Regions from separate parts of the Gossypium hirsutum genome. Here all the other regions are linked to region 3. The links are chromatin contacts, called in public Hi-C maps. All regions are on one chromosome and are shown on one strand. The core of a region is the stretch at or near the end of the contact, and the rest is flanking DNA. Distances in the headings are between cores, read along the strand shown.

What was found. Hi-C and Micro-C count contacts between places; a contact is called where the count stands out from the background.
Region 1: a Hi-C map of hypocotyl shows a contact between it and region 3, with 1.8 times the contacts expected there. The contact joins the promoter of LOC107954299 here to the promoter of LOC107954293 in region 3. A contact is called at or near these places in 4 of 34 Hi-C or Micro-C datasets (hypocotyl, leaf and seedling).
Region 2: a Hi-C map of leaf shows a contact between it and region 3, with 2.8 times the contacts expected there. The contact joins the promoter of LOC107954298 here to the promoter of LOC107954293 in region 3. A contact is called at or near these places in 11 of 34 Hi-C or Micro-C datasets (anther, callus, hypocotyl and 3 more).

What each region holds. Positions count from the first base shown.
Region 1 is chrD07:19,190,999-19,194,871 of Gossypium_hirsutum_v2.1, reverse strand. It overlaps LOC107954299 (zinc finger CCCH domain-containing protein 55), which reads left to right and starts at 1,410. Exons shown (of 8, transcript XM_016889811.2): 1 at 1,410-2,584; 2 at 3,111-3,284. The coding sequence starts at 1,698.
Region 2 is chrD07:19,241,102-19,245,132 of Gossypium_hirsutum_v2.1, reverse strand. LOC107954298 (protein AE7) reads right to left here and starts at 2,422. Exons shown (of 6, transcript XM_016889810.2): 1 at 2,200-2,422; 2 at 2,000-2,128; 3 at 1,722-1,827; 4 at 1,531-1,630; 5 at 607-652. The coding sequence starts at 2,123.
Region 3 is chrD07:19,389,169-19,393,050 of Gossypium_hirsutum_v2.1, reverse strand. It overlaps LOC107954293 (phenylacetaldehyde reductase), which reads right to left and starts at 2,589. Exons shown (of 6, transcript XM_016889807.2): 1 at 2,235-2,589; 2 at 1,987-2,156; 3 at 1,699-1,890; 4 at 944-1,106; 5 at 596-782; 6 at 123-431. The coding sequence starts at 2,355. The coding sequence ends at 275. LOC107954292 (sulfite reductase [ferredoxin], chloroplastic) reads left to right here. Exons shown (of 8, transcript XM_041096612.1): 8 at 1-153. It also overlaps the pseudogene LOC107956056.

The sequences.
Region 1 (3,873 bases), core at 161-2,660, 200 kb after region 3:
CTTACGTCCGAGTGGATCCTAGATTCGGGATGTTCTTTCCACATATGTCCCAATAGAGAATGTTTCTCCACATACTGTTCAGTTGAAGCTGTAGTTGTGCGAATGGGAAACAATTCATCCAGTAACCTAATTGGTATTGGTACTGTTAAAATTAGGATGCACGATGAGACAATTAGAACACTCTCAGATGTCAGGTATGTACTTGATTTACGAAAGAATCTAATCTCCTTGAGTATTTTAGACTCGAAAGAATGTAGAATCAACATCGAGTCGAGCGACGTTAAGGTATCTCGTGGAGCTCTCGTTTTATTAAAAGGTAAACTAACCGGCAGTCTTTATACTCTGGAAGGTTCTACAGTGACCGGTGAAATCAAATGTCCCTCGTTCGTTACGAAGTCGAAGTCAACTCGTTTGGAGTGGAGACAACTTGGTTATATGAGGGAAAAAGGTATGACCGTTTCATTAAAGAGAGGTTCTCTTTTGGATGTAAGTTTGAAAAGTTAGGGCATTGTGTTCATAAAAATCAGACCCAGGTTAGTTTTGATTTGACAGTGTACAAGTCGAAGGCTAGAAGTCTTCCAAAAATAGGCACTTTTACAACCTTAAAAAAAACATTCATTAGATATTAGAACTCATAACACTTTTAGAGAATTTTGTGTTTAAATTTTAAGGTTTTTTGTTTTCGGTTTTTTGAGTTTTCGGGGTTTAGTTTTTATCTCCATCTTTTGCACTCTTCGTTCTTTTGCCATTATAGTAAAATTATCTTTGCTCGTGATTTTTTATTCTCTTTGGAGGGGTTTTTCCACGTTAAATTTTTGTATTCAATTTCTCAATTTCTTCTGTTATTTTTACTTGTTCGTTGCTTAATCGGGTCGATCCCTAACAAATTTTTTTATCGATTTTATTTAAATAAGTTTTTTTATCTATACTATTATTTAAGCTCTTAACTGAGTTGGGTCACCCTCAACTGGGTCACCACCTCAGTTAGGAAAATTATGTAAATGTCGTTCTGTAATTAAAATAAGTTATATTACTCGAGTGATCTTTTTATTTTAAAAAAAACAATAAAATATGCAAATGATGAAATTTGAACCCGAATCAATTGCATTAAAAATAATAATAATTTACAATTCAACTAAAACTTTATTTTGATTAATTTATTATGCATACATTCTTACTTCCATCAATTGTATATATATAATATATTTGATTGAGTCAATATCACAAGTTAACTCGATATCGACTCAAGATTAATGACAACACATAAACAATTTAATTAATTTTTTTAATTTTAATATTGTACATATTTTATAAGTTATTATTATTAATTAGTTTATAATTATAAATTTTATTATTTATTGTATATTATTTGTAGTATATATTTATAGGATAGGTAAAGCCCGCTCATTGCTTCACTTCAAAACCCTCTCTGCTCATTTTCCTATCCCACTCTACCTCTGTTTTTCATTCCATTTAAAATTTTTAATTAGCCAAGTCTTTTTGAAAAATAAAAAGGAAAAAAGAAAACAAAACATCGAAAACCCCAAAAACCCACCCACAAACGCCACTTCCTTTTCACTCTCTTTTCTCTTTCTTCTCTCTACTGTCTGTTTTCTAAGTGAAAAAAAAAAAATCCGAACTTCACAGTTTCTCTCATACCAAACAAACAAAAAACGAGAGAAAACTGTAAAGCCTCCATGGATCTTTGTGATACAACCAACATTTTGTTCGGTAAAATCAAGGTTTTAGACCCAGAAAATGCTTCTAAAATCATGGGTTACATCCTTATCCAGGACTTAGCAGACATGGATTTGTTGCGTTTAGCCTTTGGTCCTGAAACCCTTTTACAGTCCCTTGTTTTCAAAGCTAAAGCTCACTTAGGACTTTCTTCAAGTACTTTCTCTACTCAGTTGAACCCAATCTCAAGACCCAACAGCTCTAACAATTCCCAAAACCCACTTCCTCCATTGTCTCCCAGTATCATTCCGAGAAATGGGTTCTTAGAATTTTCGAAGAAGGTACCTTCATGGTCTCCTGCTAGTAGCCCAAAATCAAGTCCCTTTCTTTCTTATGAAAATATCCGCTCTGGGTCTCTCTTAGTTACTTCAAAGACTGGGGATAGCAGTACTGATTTAATCGATGAGAATCAAATGAGTGACTATTTTTCATTTTTGAATGATTCTTCCTCTTCTAGGAATGAGGACTTTATTGGCCATAGAAGGAGTTTTTCAGAAAGTGATGCATGTTTCGGAACAGTTGAAGAAGCCGGCGGATTTGGTGGTCTTGTGGGTGGTTACAAGCCTTGTCTTTATTTTGCTAGAGGCTTTTGTAAGAACGGTGATAATTGCAAGTTCTCGCATGGCCTTGGTGGTTTAGCTGATAATGTTGATATTAATGGTGTTGTTTTTGGTTCACCTAGTAAAATGGACCTTCTTTATCACCAGCAGGAGGAAATGATGAGAATGAGAGCAGCTGCTCATCAGCAAAGATTCGCTGCTGCTCAGTTGGTGGCTGGTGTTTCTTCTCCATTGCCTTATGAAAAAAAAATGAATCTTCTGTTGCAACAGCAAACTGAGGCCCAGAGGTGTATTAAAGATTCCCAATTTTGTTTCCTGCTTTCTGACTCTATATTTTTTTGGTGGGTTGGGGGGGGGGCTATATTCTGTCTAAGGTTCTTAATTTTTGTTCTAACCTTGGGCTTATCTTGTTGGCTATGGAATCCTTAACAAGGTTTTGTTATGGTTTTACATAAAATTAATTCGGAATTTATTTACATATTATCTATTTGGTGTTTCTTTCGTGGATTTGTTACTATGAAGTAGTTTACTTTAAGAATTTTTATTTATTTAATTGTTTGTGGTTTACACTTTCTGTGATAAACAGTAGAGACATCTATTTGGCTTTTGTCTTTGTTTTTTATTGACGTGATGGTAAAGTTCATTAGTTTGAGTTTGCCTTAGCATGGGGGTTTTCTATTTATAGGATAATTGTTGGTCTTATTTTGGTGGGAGTACTGGTTATTTAAAAAGCCATAGCATGATCATTTAAGTGTTCTTCCTTTGTGCTAAATTAAATAAATATTTTTCATTTGGCTCATTGTAATGTTGCAGAGCTGCTGCATTGATGTTCGGTGAAGAAATTTGCAAGTTTCCCCAGGGCCGAGCTGAGAGGGAGTTTTTCGCAATGGGATTAGCAGAAAAGGCTAACTCAGCTTCAAAACAGATTTACCTGACTTTTCCAGCTGATAGTACATTTAAAGATGAAGATGTTTCTAACTATTTCAGGTATCTATTGCATTGAGAAATAGTCAGGAATTTTATTAACTTATTAAATACGTAGATTATGATTTCTCCTCAGTCCCTGTGCATGTTAGTGGGAAGCTACATTTGGACATTTTTCCCTCAGTCCATGGATTTTAGTGTTGATGTTGCAATTTAGTTAATAACTAGTTGGCATCCTTACAATGATGTTTAACTGGTGCCTTCTTGGATCCGTGACCACTATGTTTGTGGTAGAATCTACAATTACTGTAGTATTTGCCACACATCACAGGATAATGTAAAGTTAAAATGTTAAGGGGCGAAGAATTCAGCTTTTAATTGTTGTATAAGTAATATTACATGCTAAAAGAAGATTGACCTTTAACTTCTAATGTTTTCAGTTTTTCCCCTTCATGTGCAAGGACAGTTGAACTGTATCAGTTTAATCTCATTTTGATAATATACCTGACGGCTTTAAATCCAACCCTTCTTCCTTTTCTAGCTATTGCGTTGACTTAGATAGTGTGATCTGTATCGTCTCCCAGTAACCCAGAATCTATTTTGCAATACTCCATAGTTTTTCTTGGAGATTTTCAATATCCTGTACTTAATT
Region 2 (4,031 bases), core at 1,173-3,672, 150 kb after region 3:
CCATGACTTAACCCCCTATTTCAATCATATAAATATTCACTCGCTTACATTCTATCTTGTTGGACCACAAATTGAAGTTTGTACCACAATAGAGGTGTAATCAAGCTGAGCGAGTTGAACTTATATCGAGCAGTAAGAAGCTCAAGCTCAACCCAGAATTCAAGGATAAAAGCCAATCGAGTTTCACTTTTAAAGTTTGAGATCAAGATAAAAATCAAACTAGTTGAGCTCGTTCAATTAAGCTCATTTACTTGGTAAAGATATGCTCAGTTTTGAACTCAATTATTCATGCTCAAGTTCAAATTAAGATTTTCTAATACTAATTAAAAAATAAAGTACATAAACATAAACTTGAGCAGCTCAAAGGTAAGTATTAGGATACTCGAATTTAACACAATCGATAACTTGAGCTGCTCAAGTTTAATTCAACAATGACTAAGCCGAATTTGAAGCTTTTAGAGCCAAACCCAAGTAATTTTGAGCACAGGATCTCGTGTACACGCCTATGCCATACTTATTTAAACGTAATATGGAAATCACCTCTTCCACAACATATTTTTGGAAACAAAGCAGGCATTGAAGACCAGAGATAGAAGAGAGACATACCTGCAGCTTCAGTTGCATGAGTTCCAGGTGCAACCCTTATATCCATCTAAACACAATAAAGAACAGTCATGAGCATCTAAAAGGGAGAGTCAGAAAAAGATGGCAAGAATTTGAAAAGAGAATCTGCTGAATAAGAACCATATATAATTTATATGATCAATAGAATACCCAAACATAATCTATAGGAACTAAGAACTCCATATTGTTCAATGGGATTGTTAATGAACAAAACATGCAGATGCAGACAACTTTGTGAAACAGGGTTTTTCCTATAGGAAATTGTTAAGAACTTGTCATTAATCAATTCATTTACTTGACATCTCATCATATTTGAACCATTTAACCATCAGTTGAGGTATATGATTGCAATGATAAGGCCCCACACGTGGGCAGTATAAAAGAATGAGCAAAGGGCTTCACAAATCACCATATTCAGCAAAAGATCAAGTCAGAGTTTCCCGCTCCGTTTACAACAAAATTCAGTCACAAACTAGTCCAGCAGCAAACTTAAAAGTATCAATAAGCTCATGGAAGAAAACCCCAAAGGAATCTTAGTAGTTAGTGATATTTCTGAAGCAAAACAAGAAGCTCAGATCAATGTATCATATCTAATAAGATAGAATTCAAAATTTTAGGTCTCAGACTTCAGTTATCAAGATGGACGAAATGATAAACAAATTTTCAGGTATTCAACAATAGAAGTAATGATTTACTTTCCATTTCAGGGAACAAATCCAGCAAATTACTAATATTCCACTTTCTTCTTCCCAATTTTCTACCATCCAAAACTTTAAATCAAGGGCACCAAACATTGTTTCAACTAAGCTCTTAACCAATGCAAAACAAGGAAACAAAGATTGACTTTACATAACTCATACAGCACTAGAAATGACATGTTAGCTCAAAACATAAAAAAGGCAATACCTTGTAGCGAGAAGGAAGACTCCTCATAAGTTTGACTCTCAAGCAAAGACCAATAACCGTAGCCATACTACAATGTTCAACCGTAGGAGTAAATGTGACCCTGAATAAGGAACAAATGAATAAGAAAAAGATTTGCTTAAACTGATATGACAGATAAAAAGCGAGAATAAGAGATAATTTGATCATCGTACCTAACATAACTTCGCTCGTTATCAACTTCAATAGCATCTTCAGTTATTACTTTAAGCTCTTCCAAAGAATAGGGATGTTCAGGATCCTTTATATCTCTAATATGATTTAAGAATGTTAAGAAAATCAAAATAACTTGCTCCCCATAATATGATGTAAATATGGAAAGCATTAACTCAATTGATGGAGATTCTTTACACAGAACGATAACAATAAGTTGCATAAACTAAAAGGAACTAATAAACAATAGAGCGATTAAAAAAAACAAAAAAGAGGATATAAAAAATTTCTAGTTGGTCAATAGGTTCAACAGCGTATTCATCAGGTACAGCTGCTTCGTTACGAACCCGCCGCTCTTTCTTCTCGTACACAATAGGGTTTGCATTTATTAAACCAGACACCATAATTTCTGAATCAATCAAAGAAAATTGTTAATTTCAACCTTCGTTACCCGAACTCGGCAATTTGGGGGTGACTTACCCGTGTCGGATACGGGTCGGATCCGGGAAAAACCAGCGGACACGGCGGTGGGAGAAGGGAAGAAAAACACAATTGATTTGCAGAGACGAGAGAGAGAAGAGATGGACGATGGTAGGAGAAAGATGATGATAAAAGAAAGAGAAGAATTCTCAAATAAAGGAGCAAAACATTAGGGTTTAATAAAGGCAAACGTTCATGAGAGTTCCCCGTCGCCGTGGGACTATCATTCCAAAATCAATTTAATCCCTATATTATCTAAAAAATTAAATAAATTTAAATTACATTAGAGTTAATATTTATTATATAAAAAATATTCTTAAAATTATATTTTTTAATTATAGTTGGATCTCAAATAAAAATTTTCACTTTTAAAAATATTAATTTTGTTAAATGATATTTTTTAAAACAATAATTTTAAACCTATTTTTATTTTATTTTATTTTATTCCTTTTAATATAGGGATTAAATTAATTTATTTAATATTCTAAAATACAAATATCTCTTTAACTGCTTTCTCTTTAATAATGTAACTTTTTTTTTCATTTAGGTTTTTAAATTTTCATACTCTTATATATTTTGTTCATATCTTACTTACATTTAAAAAGAACTTGTTACCCAATGATTAAAAAAATAAAAGCAATTTCATTTTTAGAATTTATGGTAAGAATAATTGGTTAACGAGAGAAATTTTTTCCAATCATCTTTGTTTTCAGATGATTAAGAACATGAAAAAAATCGTTTCAGCAGTTCCAACCATAATTATCTTTTGATTGAGATGCAATCTTAAATTTTTGTTCTTCTCTTTATGAGATTCGAAAAACAAATTAGAAACTCTAACTTGTTGTACTTGAGTTGGGTATTTTGAACCCATATTGATTTCATTTGTTTTCGAAATGATTTGGAACTCTAAAATTCAAACTAAATTAACTTTAAACCAAATTAAGTCTTTATACACATGCCATAGTTTAATGCCAAGTAGAATCAATTATTGGATTATAAATTTTAAAATCACAATCAATGACACGATGCTCCCAAATTAAAGTTTAAACTTGTCGATAAGTTTTAGACCTATGTGTTTTAAACCATTAACGCATTAAACTCGTAGAGCTTAGTAAGCACATTAAGATTTCCCTAATTTACTAATTCTTCTAACTTATTTTGAGTCTTATTCCAATTATAAAATTACACATGTTATAGGTCATTAGTCAAAAAAAGCTTAAATTCTCTTTACTTAAAAATTCATTCATTATGGCTCAAGACATCCAAGAATGTTTTCAAATCATTAATCACTTTATATGCTTACCAACATATTAATAATTTTTCTCATGTATTAAGCATTCATTTATTCTCTTCTTCACTCACTTTTAGATTCACATGTGTTCCATCAATTATTCATTTCTATTAACCCAAATAATCAAACTGAAATGGTTAAGATGGGATGATTTGACTTTTAAAAGTTTTGTAGATGTTAGAGAAATGAGTCTAAAATATTCTAAGTGTTCAAAATAGCTTTTATGCTTTGAACTTTATTAACTCTTTGTTTTAAAAATTTCACATTTGACTAAGTTACGTGTTCATTTAATCACATAATATATTTATAGTCATTTCATTTACAATAATAAACACTTAGCACATACCACTTTTATTTCGATTATAGCAAGACATGTTCACTTGTAATTCTTATTAGCCAAATTTTAAGCATTTCACTCTTCGTGGACTTCAATAAAATAAGACTTTGATACTCGAAATTCTAACCAAGCACTATACAAAATGAGCTTGACTGGAGGACATGAATGGAGGAATTATTATAATATTTTAATTAGTTAATAGTT
Region 3 (3,882 bases), core at 1,340-3,839:
TATTCAGGAGTAGTTCCTCGAATTTGCTTTAAAAAATACAATTCCCAGTGTTGTAGTATTGTGCCTTTAGATATTTCTTCTGGACTGCGCAGGAATTGTAAGGCAATTTCAAAACACTGAGCTATAAAACTAGGAAGGATTGAACCTGGATAACATAGCTGATTACACAGTTCTTTCCACAATTATCCATTCAAGTAAAACGAAAACAAGAAAAGTGTGACATCAAAACCAGAAACAACGCTAATATATGTATTATAATAGCGTGTAGAAGAAGCTAATAAAGAGAGGACAAATGGACAAATCCCTTCTCCTTCAAGCTTTCAACTGTTTCCTTGAGGCTGACATCCAAAGGAATGAATTCTATACCCAAGCTTTTTGCTTTTTCCTTCGACACCTGATATGTTGGCACATACGGCTTGTCACCTGCACATCTGTCAATTTTTTTTTTTATCAAATCACCGCTGCTTAAGTATACATCCCAACCTCCAGCATGTAACATAACACGCAAGATATCATTTTAGATTAAAAACAGAAATAACAAATCATGGCGGGTTGATATCAAGTGTTCGGATTGGATCGGAAGTTAATGACTTACTTTTGTGGAAGTTGCAAAGAAGGATAGAGTTGGTGTAAGATGTTGACAATTTCTGAGTAATGTACAACCCTCTCAACTAAACAATATCTACCACTAGCTGATGGAATCTCAAATGCCTGGATATGTGCAGTTGCAACATCCTTAACATTCACCCAACCAAAAGTTGCATTGGGAAAAGTTTCTGCTCCTGCACAATCAAACAACAGAAAGATCGTGAACAGAAGTTGTCTTTGTAATTTTCCTTGTTTAAATTAATTTTCTCCACCACTGAGTTAGAAAATACTTACCGCCATATATGATGTGAACAACAATGTCTAAACGGAGAAAGAAAATAGTGGCCTAAAATACCTTTAATCAAGTTTAAAATTGCTGCAGCACTGGTGTTAAGTATTGGCTGTAAAAGAGGGCCAATCACCATTGCAGGGTTTATGGCAACCATATCAATGCCCTTCTCCTTTGAAAATTTCCAGGCAGAATCCTCGGCCATTGTTTTTGAGACTACGTACCATAGCTGAATTAAAAATAAATAATAACCAGAAAAAACAAAACATTAAGTAAAAAGAGGACAAATTTTCAGCATTAATTTACATAGATAAACTTATCACTCACTTAAATGTTAGGGGCTGTAGCATGAACAAATTGTATAGTTCACAAACATAGAAATGTAATGCAAATTATAGCAGCAACAAGGCAACAACTAGCCGGTTATGCAGCCTTGCAAAATTTGTTCCATAACGTGTACTCAAACTCAAATATCTGAGACTCGAAATCTGCAGAAGTGATAGGATTGGCATCCATTCTAGTAATATGATAGAGCAAGCATATAGGTTTAAGAGTTCATAAACTGGATAAAGTTCACGTTTGATACAAGTTGGACCACCAATCATCAAGCATGGATTAAGATATTATGAAACCAAATGTGAAATTCTGAAAAACTTATCTTGATTCTTCATGATCGTATTCTTATTTGTTCAACAACAAAACTATTGGCATCAGTATACAATCCTTTTCTTGCTCAAATTTCCATAATTATTTCAATATAACAGGTTGAAGTTGTAAAAGAAAACACAACATTCAGCAGATGGGATTGAAGACATATGCACCTTTAAGCCGTTACAGTAATCAGGATCGCTAAACCAATTCTCGTCAACCACAACATCGGGAGTTTGAGGTTTTCCGTTATATGCGACTGCAGCTATAGAAGATGTCAATACCACTCGTTTAACGGAAGGGGTCTTAGCGCATGAGCTCAAAACATTCAGTGTTCCCTTCACAGCGGGATCGAGTAATTCTGCCTGATATCATGATAAACAAAATTCATAACCTTGATTGTATATAGGGTGGAAAGAGAAGGGGTATATTCAATGTAGATCAAGGATGTAAGGGTCAACCTGTGGGTCAAGGACATCGTGATAGAAGGGAGATGCAGTGTGGAAAACACCTACACAACCTTCAACCACAGAATCAAAGGAACCTTGTTCCAATAGGTCTGCTTTGAACAACTTGAGCCTGCCCTCAGCACCCTCAAGTCCAAGCAAGTGTCGTGTCTTCCTTGGATCATCTAATGAAATATCACTTGTAAGTAAGAGCAACAATGAGTAAAGCAACAAAAAAAAAAAAGCATGAAAAAGGAACAGACTTGGGTCACGAACAGAGGCTTTGACAGTGTAACCACGAAGTAGAAGCTGCTTAACAAGCCATGACGCGATGTAGCCAGAGGCTCCGGTTACACACACGGTTTTTCCTGCGCCGCTGCTCATTTTCCTCCCTTTACTTATCTATTTTTGGTGATTTTTGCTCTATTCTGTGGCTGTCAATTGCATGTCCTTATCTTTGTTTCCTTCTCTTTATTTTAGTGTTGAGTTTCTTCTATCAACCAAATGTAGAGATCACATTTGCTTGAAAGAGCTTTTACGTGTTAAACGCATGGAATCTTTTATCATATCGGGCCGAATCTAGATAATAGAACTCGTATATATTTCAATAAAAGCCACATTATTTAATTTAGTATCAACTTTATTATATAAAAATGTTCGCCTGCGCTATTATTTAATCTTTTACTAACAAGTGTATGAAATTAAATCCAATTTAAACTTAATCTCAACGGTAAACCAAATTAATTTTTGTCATTTCACCAATGATTTAATCTATCTGTTTTTACTATATTTGATAAGAAATGTTGTATCACAGCCCATTATTTATTGCAATGGGCCTAGCCTTCTAGGCCCATCCTATGAGTTAAGGCTTCAAGTGTGTGTGTTTTTTTTTATATATTTAAATTTTTTTAGAGTGTATTTGGATGAGAGGTTGGGAAGGAAATTTTAATTTAAATTAAAGGTTTTAAAATTAAAATTAAAATTAAAATTAAAATATAAATTTATTTTTACCAATAAAAATAATAAAGAATTTTAAATTTTATTAGCTTATATATATTCTTCAAAGATTATTGGCAGATTATAAATTTTTTTTTAAAAAAAACCTATGCTCTTTGTGTCATTATGCAAAAGTAGGAATCAAGGCACTCCTTCTATGCAATTAATTGGGAGGAGAGTCATAAAGAAAGTTGGGGTGAAGGTGGAAGATCTCTCTAACCATGATATAATGGTCTTAAAGGATTCCAAAAGCCCTTAAATGTGATTTAAAGAGAAATTAGTTAGGTCTTCAAGTATGCCATAGATAATAGGTGATTTTATTTATTACAATGATACCAAACTTTTAAATAGTGATATGTTAACTAGTTCTGAAGATGAAATTCCATTCATATAGTTTCCTGATTGGGTTCATGATCTAATGGAGGACAATAATTGTTAAACTTTTAGGTAAGAAACCAAGTTTAGTTTCTTATTGAACAAATGCTATACTCTTTCGAAGCCAACTCAACAATTTCAATTAATGGACTTAAAGAATGATTACTACTAAATAAAGTTTAGATCAAAAGGGAATTATATGAAAGTGTTTTCAGAACTTCCCCGGATTATCTTTAGTCAATATGTAATGTTGCAACCATTCTTAACTACTCAATGGTATTCACATCAGGTTCTGATGTGTATCCAGTTATTAGGTTTTTCCAGAGCAATTGTAAGGTAATTTCAAAACACTGAACTATAAAACTAGAAAGGATTGAACCTGGAAAATATAGCTGATTATATCAGTTCTTTCCACAATTCTCCATTCAAGTAAAACGAAAACAAGAAAAGTGTGACATCAAAACCAAAAACAACGTTAATATATGTATTATAATAGCGTGTAGAAGAAGCTAATAAAGAGAGGTCAAATGGACAAATCCC